Linked DNA regions of Pan troglodytes: region 2 is linked to region 1. A link is a contact called in public HiChIP or PLAC-seq data. All regions are on one chromosome and are shown on one strand. Each heading gives the region's core, a stretch centred on a gene start, on an enhancer-like site or on the middle of the called end of the contact. The rest is flanking DNA. Distances are from core to core; before and after follow the strand shown.

Evidence for each region. HiChIP or PLAC-seq counts read pairs in DNA pulled down with a chosen protein or histone mark.
Region 2: a contact with region 1 is called in an H3K4me3 HiChIP or PLAC-seq map of stem cell-derived excitatory neurons, with 6 times the contacts expected there. The contact joins the promoter of EGLN1 here to the promoter of TSNAX in region 1. A contact is called at or near these places in 1 of 7 Hi-C or Micro-C datasets (stem cell-derived neural progenitor cells) and 1 of 1 datasets of contacts at active chromatin or transcription factors (stem cell-derived excitatory neurons).

Annotation. Positions count from the first base shown.
Region 1 is chr1:17,653,217-17,656,392 of NHGRI_mPanTro3-v2.0_pri, reverse strand. It overlaps TSNAX (translin associated factor X), which reads left to right and starts at 1,498. Exons shown (of 6, transcript XM_514271.9): 1 at 1,498-1,663; 2 at 2,096-2,200. The coding sequence starts at 1,648. It overlaps LOC107970636 (a long non-coding RNA gene), which reads right to left and starts at 1,566. Exons shown (of 3, transcript XR_010149796.1): 1 at 1,257-1,566; 2 at 166-243.
Region 2 is chr1:17,762,216-17,765,391 of NHGRI_mPanTro3-v2.0_pri, reverse strand. It overlaps EGLN1 (egl-9 family hypoxia inducible factor 1), which reads right to left and starts at 1,430. Exons shown (of 5, transcript XM_009441657.5): 1 at 103-1,430. The coding sequence starts at 993.

The DNA.
Region 1 (3,176 bases), core at 249-2,748:
TACTGGTAGATCAGACGTCACTCAAACTAATGAGAATTATCTGTTTAACATCCACAAAGCAAGTAGCCCAACAAGCAAGGTCCCCAGGAGCCTACTTTATCCTCAAGGAATCTGCTTAGTCAATTGACGTATTCACAGGGCTGCAGAGGTATGAGTGGTGGTTACCTTCGTGCCAGAGCAGAACATGCCTTGTAGTTACTGCCATATTCTAGCCAAGTTACTCCATTTACTGTTCCTTTGTTCCTAAATTAACAAGGAGAAAAGACTGTGTGTTCAACACATGACTACAATATAGAGGTTATTTAGAGAAAGCTTAAAATGTACTTGTGTTTTCTGTACTAGGCCTAGGGCACCCCAGTTACCAAGCCTTGGCCTGAGTTTCTCTCTAGACGGTGCTGAATTGCCATCTAGTTACCCATCCTGACGCCAGGAACATGATTCTTCAACAAACATTGACGGAAGCTTACATGGGGCCGGATCACAGCGCTGAGAAGCACTGGGGCTAAGGGGCGGCACAGTCTAGATATGGCAGCACCTGCTCATAATGAAAGGCCCACAGTTTAGTGGAACACACCTGCTATTACTCACCTTTCTATCATTTTGTTTGGGAGAGCCCTGGTGGGAGAGGAGTATGGTATTTAATATTTAATTGAGCAGTTATATGTGAAAGAGCGTCTTCACGAGACTTAACTCCTTTCATCCTCAAATAACCCTACAAGGTGGGTACTATTCTATCCCTATGTTACAGATAAGGAAACTGAGGCAGAGAAGTTGCGTGGTTCATCAAGGTCACACAACCACTCCGTGGAAGCAAATTGAACACAGACTGTCCGGCTCCTGAGAGCCAGTGGAGAGGAGGGAGACGGTGGGAGACGGGCAGGGGGAAAAGGTGGAAGTAGACCCGAAGGACAGGCTTGATCTTCATAAGAGAAAACAGTACTAACACCATCCACTGATTGACTCGCATATTTCCATCACTTAAAGCTCCTGGCGTCACTGCCAGGAATGGAAAGTTAAAAAACTCCCAGCTCTGTAGGGTTCTGCCTGGATCCTGAAAAAAACCTTCCCACAGGCCCCGAGGAACTCGAGGGCTCCCTTCTTTCTCACATCCCTGGCCCGGGGCACCGGAGGTCCCGCTCCGGCGGAGGAACTACAACCCCCACGATGCATCGCGCGCGAAGCTGGCCCCCCACCCCCCCGCCCCCCGAGGGAAGGGTAAGGTGTCCCGAAGGTGCCTTCAGAAAAAAATTACGTACGTTTTTCGTCGCTTTCCCACGATCACACAGATCTCAGCTCCAGGAGGACGCATCGTCTTTTTAGTAACAGTGCATGCTGTGAGGCTTGTAGAGTCGCTTCTGTCTTCAGGCACAGCAGAGGGCGGCCGCAATAGTACGCTCGCGCGGCGGTGGGGGGTGGTGGTCCTTGGACCACGCGGTGGGCGGAGCCAGCGGCGACGGTCTCCCATCCCCTCCGGACGCAGGCCGGAAGTACGTGAGAGGAGACTTCCGGCCACTGCGTTGTAGTCGGCCCGGCTGCAAAGCGTTTTTCTGCAGGCTGTTTTCCCAGGTTCCCTCGGCCTGTACCTCGCGCACTCCTCTTGCTCCAGGTCCTTCAGTCTCCGCTCGTCTCACCGTAGGCTGTGACGACATGAGCAACAAAGAAGGTGGCGTCCTTAACAACACGGGGCGTTATTTATCCGGAGGGGGAGGTTCTCCAGTCTTTCTATGCAGTTTTCCCCTTTTCACCCTTGAAGGATGCCTTCGTCCCTTGCAGACTCGGGGGCGGCAGCTCTGTTTCTCTCCCCGGCCAGATCGGCCCTGTTTACACTTCCTTTTTTCTTAAATCTTTGAGGTGTGATTTTATCCTAGTTCAGTAATTGCTGTAATGCCAGATCATAGCACCAGTTAGTGGAAACTTGGATGATTTGCTTGGAAAGGCGTGGGCAGCGTCTCTGTCAGTCTGCGGAGAAAGCCTCTAAGGCGAGGGCCCTGTGGGTATCTGGTTTTAAAGCAAGGAGGAGGTTTGTCTATGTTGTGTTTTGCAAACTCTTGGTGATGGAAGATCCCTCTCTAACTTTTTTTCTTCTCTATATAAGGATCAGGAGGGTTCAGGAAAAGGAAGCATGACAATTTCCCACATAACCAAAGAAGAGAAGGGAAGGATGTTAATTCATCTTCACCCGTGATGTTGGCCTTTAAATGTAAGTTCTCTGCAATGTAAGTTGAAGAAGGGGAGAGAACAAAATTATTTAGCCATGGTTATGCGCAAGAAAACGGTCCCTAAGAATTTAGATGTGAAACTTTAGCTGGAGGTTTTGTGATAGCGCTAGATGTACCCTAAAAGTCTGGATTACAAAGGCCTTCACTTTTATGTCCCATTAAGAGAAATGTTAGTAATCAGGTAAACATGACTTAAACACAAGAAACAGTAAACATTAATATTAGACATGTCACATACTCAAGAATTGTGTACCTGATAATATTTACTCATCTGTTATATGCTAAAATATATTTTCATTTAGTGTGTATTTGTTTCCTCTACTAGACTTGAAGACAGGGACGGTATCTTTGTTTTAACTGTAACACTTAGCACAGAGTGGGAGCTTGTATCTATTAGTGAATCTCGTATATCCATATACACATATTTTCACAGTCCCCTTTTCTCAGCATATTAACTTGGACAAGTTATTCCTCAATTCAAAACAAACACAAAACAAAATCCTCTTCCTTTTGTCCCTGTCTATCCACTATCCTGTACCTTACATTTCTGTGATTAAGGAATCTGGGAAGGGCTTAGCTGGTTGATTCCTATTTGCAATCACCTGAAACCTTGATTGGGGCTGAAGGATCCACAGCTGTTGATAGTTTAGGCCTTTTGCCTGCAACCAGCTCTCTGTTCCTGTCCACATAAACTTCTTGTGCTGCTTGGATGTCCTTTGGTGTGGCATCTGGCCTCCTTCAGAGAGAGAGAGTGCAAGAGAGCAAGGAGGAAACCACAATCTCTATGTCCTAATCTCAGACATCAGACACTGTCATTTTTGTCACATTGTGTTTGTTAGAAGGGAGGCAGTTTTAAAAACTGTCTCACATTGAAGAGGAAGGAAGTTATGTCCCACCCTTTGGAGGGAGGAGTCTCAGGTGATTTGTGGATATATTTTAAAACCACCACAGTATCTA
Region 2 (3,176 bases), core at 181-2,680, 110 kb before region 1:
ATATAGAGGAATGCTGCTTCTCAGCCTAGGCAGTTTCAGTCGCAGGCAGGGGCTGCCCGCCGAGAAGGGCCTGTCCAGCACAAACCCGCAGCACACACTTACTTTCGTCCGGCCATTGATTTTGTAGCTGCCCAGCTTCCCGTTACAGTGGCGTATCAGGTCGTCCATGCTGCTCATGAGCAGCCCAATGGTTTCGCAGCCGGGCTCCTTGCCCTCGATCCAGGTGATCTTATCGCCTCGGATGTCCTTGGACGAGTCACTCTTCTGGCTGACCAGCTGCCCGTCCGTGAACTTCCCGGTGTCGTGCAGGGCGCGCACCTCGTCGCCGATCTGCTGTCCGGTCTCCTTGCCGAGGAAGTCGTCCACCACACAGATGCCGTGCTTGTTCATGCACGGCACGATGTACTCGAGCGCCAGCTTCAGCGCCGGCAGGGGCTTCGTCTGCCCGTTGGGCCGCAGGCCGCCGCTGGGGCTCAGCGCATCCCCGGGCGTGTTGCTTGGGGGGTACAGGTTCGCCTTCTCCTGGAACAGCGATGAGCGGGCCGGCGGCTCCTCCTTCCCGGGCTCGGCTTCGGCAGCCACCGCCGAGCCCTGGCCGCCGGTGGCCGCACGAGACGGCGACGCGGCCGCCGCTGGGTCGGCCGGGGGCTTGGCCTTTACTTTTCCCTTGGCCGCTTCCCCGGAGGCGTTGTCCCGGCGCGCCGCTGCCTTCCTGGGCTCCCGGGCCCCGGCCCTGGGCGGCGGCACTGCAGCCGGCGGCGCGGGGCCGGAATGCTGGTGTGGGCCCACTCCGTGGCCGAGGGCGCCCTCGCTGCCCTGGCACACGAGCTTGTGCTTCTTCCAGTCCTGACGCTGGTGCTCCTTGCAGCAGTAGAAGGAGCTGCGGCAGCGGCTGCAGCGCAGCAGGTTCTCCATCTTCCCGCACAGCTCGCAGTACTGCCGGTCTCGCTCGCTCGGGCTCGGCCCGCCGGGCCCGCCGCTGTCATTGGCCATGGCGGCGGCGGCGGCGGCGGCGGCGACTGCGGCGGCCGAGCAGGAGGGGTGGCGGCCGGACGGCCTCGCCCGAGGCTGGGGAGCGGGGAGAGAGATAGGGGCCGTTACTGCGCCATGCACCCGCTACCCTCGCCTCAGGGAGGCCGGCACCCCACGCCCTCGGCCCGGCCGCTTCCGAGTCCTAAGCTCCGGCGCAGCGCCGGCAGCCGCCTCAGCGCCTCATCGCCGCCGAGGGCTGAGAGAACGCGGCCTGTGCGGCGAATGGCAACCTGGGCTCAGACGCGCGGGCCTGGGGAGCGCAAGACCGGCCGCCGCCGCCGCCTCAGCGTCCCGGGCGGCCCGGCCCAGGCTGTGGAGGAGCGCAGGGCATGCGGGCGCCACTCGCTCTGCGCGCTCTGCACGTACACCACGGCCCCGCGGCGACCCGGGCGGGCGGCGCGCGAGGGCGGAGGGGGCGGAGGGAGGACCGGGAGGACCGGGGGGAGGGCCGAGGGGCGGGGGCTGCCTGCGCTCCTCCGCACTCGGCGGGGCCGGGCCTCGGCTTCTGCCTCGGAGGTGGGTCGCCCGCCTTCCCTCCGCCCGGGACGGGACTGGGACGCCGAGAGGCCGGTGCGCTACCTCAGCCCGCAGCGGCCTCCTCGGGGACGCCGAGGCGCAGGCCCGCGAGCGGCGGAAAGGCGTGGGGCAGCGCGGCAGCGCCTACACCTGCTGGAGGAGGGCGCCAGCCGCAAGCGGGTAGCGGAGCGAAGGCGGCGTAATCATGGCTGCTCTTCCTCCAGGCCGGCGCGGGGTGTGCGAGGCTTGCTCCAGTCAAGGTTGCAAGGTGGCTATTGCGATCCTCATTTTGCAGAGAAGGAAACGGAAATTCAGAGAAGTAAAGTAACTTGCCCAAGGTCACGCAAAACTGGGACTGAATCCAGGAATCAGGCTCCCAGATTCCAAGGCTGTTTTTTCCATTACACCATACAGCCTCTATTTCAAGAAGCCCTGAAATGGTTAAGAACAAAATAAGTATTACTATGGTGTTAATCCAGTCTCTTGCGCCCCGTTTCGACCTAATTTAAAGGTAATGAAATTTGAGGGTTTAAAAAAAAATCAAAAACTCATTTTTAAAACCTTTGAAATCCCGCCGAGTTCAAAACCCCATAAAGAAATTTTGGGCTACCAAGTTAAATGTAATCAATGCTCATTCCAATATCCAATTTAAACTGATGGGATTATTCCTGAAAAGTGAATTTTGATGGTAAATGAGCACTACTACATTAACGACTCTCACATTTATTTTTAATAGAATCTGTGCTGCGCGGATGAATACAATTCTTTGTTTTACAGAGCATAAAAACCTTACCAGAAATAAGCCAAAGATGTTTCTTTCTGCTGCTATTTGTCTTAAGAATTAAAAGGCCTGTGATTTCGAGTTTAACAATCTTTATCGAACACTCTATGTGGAAAGTGCGGTGCTAGGCTTGTGTATCACTTGAGTATACTGTAACTTCAGTCCTTGAAATATAGCCTTCCAAACTTAAAAAGCTGCAATATGTATTTCAAAAGCAGGATATAAGAAATTATTGTAAACCATATTGTAGAAGTTTAAAAAGAGGCTTGAATCCAAAAATATAAAACCTCTTCATCAAATATACAGAATTTAAAACTGTTATAAAATCCTGCTGCATGCATAAATGGCATTCTGGGGATCCAATCAAGTGAAAGAGGATGATAATTCCAATTAGCTTGTCCTTTGGGAAACTGAGATAAATAATACTCACATCTTCAAATTTCAAACCGAACTAAAAATCCAAGTTTCTGTAAAGAATTTAGACCTGGACCTGTCTTATGTGTATTCTACTTTCCCAGAGCTTTATTAAATACAGTAAAATGTCATTGTTGCAGACATTACTAATTAGGCTGTTCAACAAATGTATTGAGAGTCCTTGACAAACAAATGAATTAGTCATACTACACTCAGAGACACATAGTCCAATGCAGGAGGCAGGCATGTAAACAAGGACAATCCAGAGTTCAGAGTTTCCTAAAAGAGGGATGAATAGGATGGAATGGGAACACAGAAAAAGGAATTGCTAGCTCTGCCGTTTGCACTAATAAAATCCAAGAAAATTAATTCAGAAATTCTTAAAATGTAAAGGAGCTATCTCATGGCTTACAAAAATAAGCATTTAAAACAT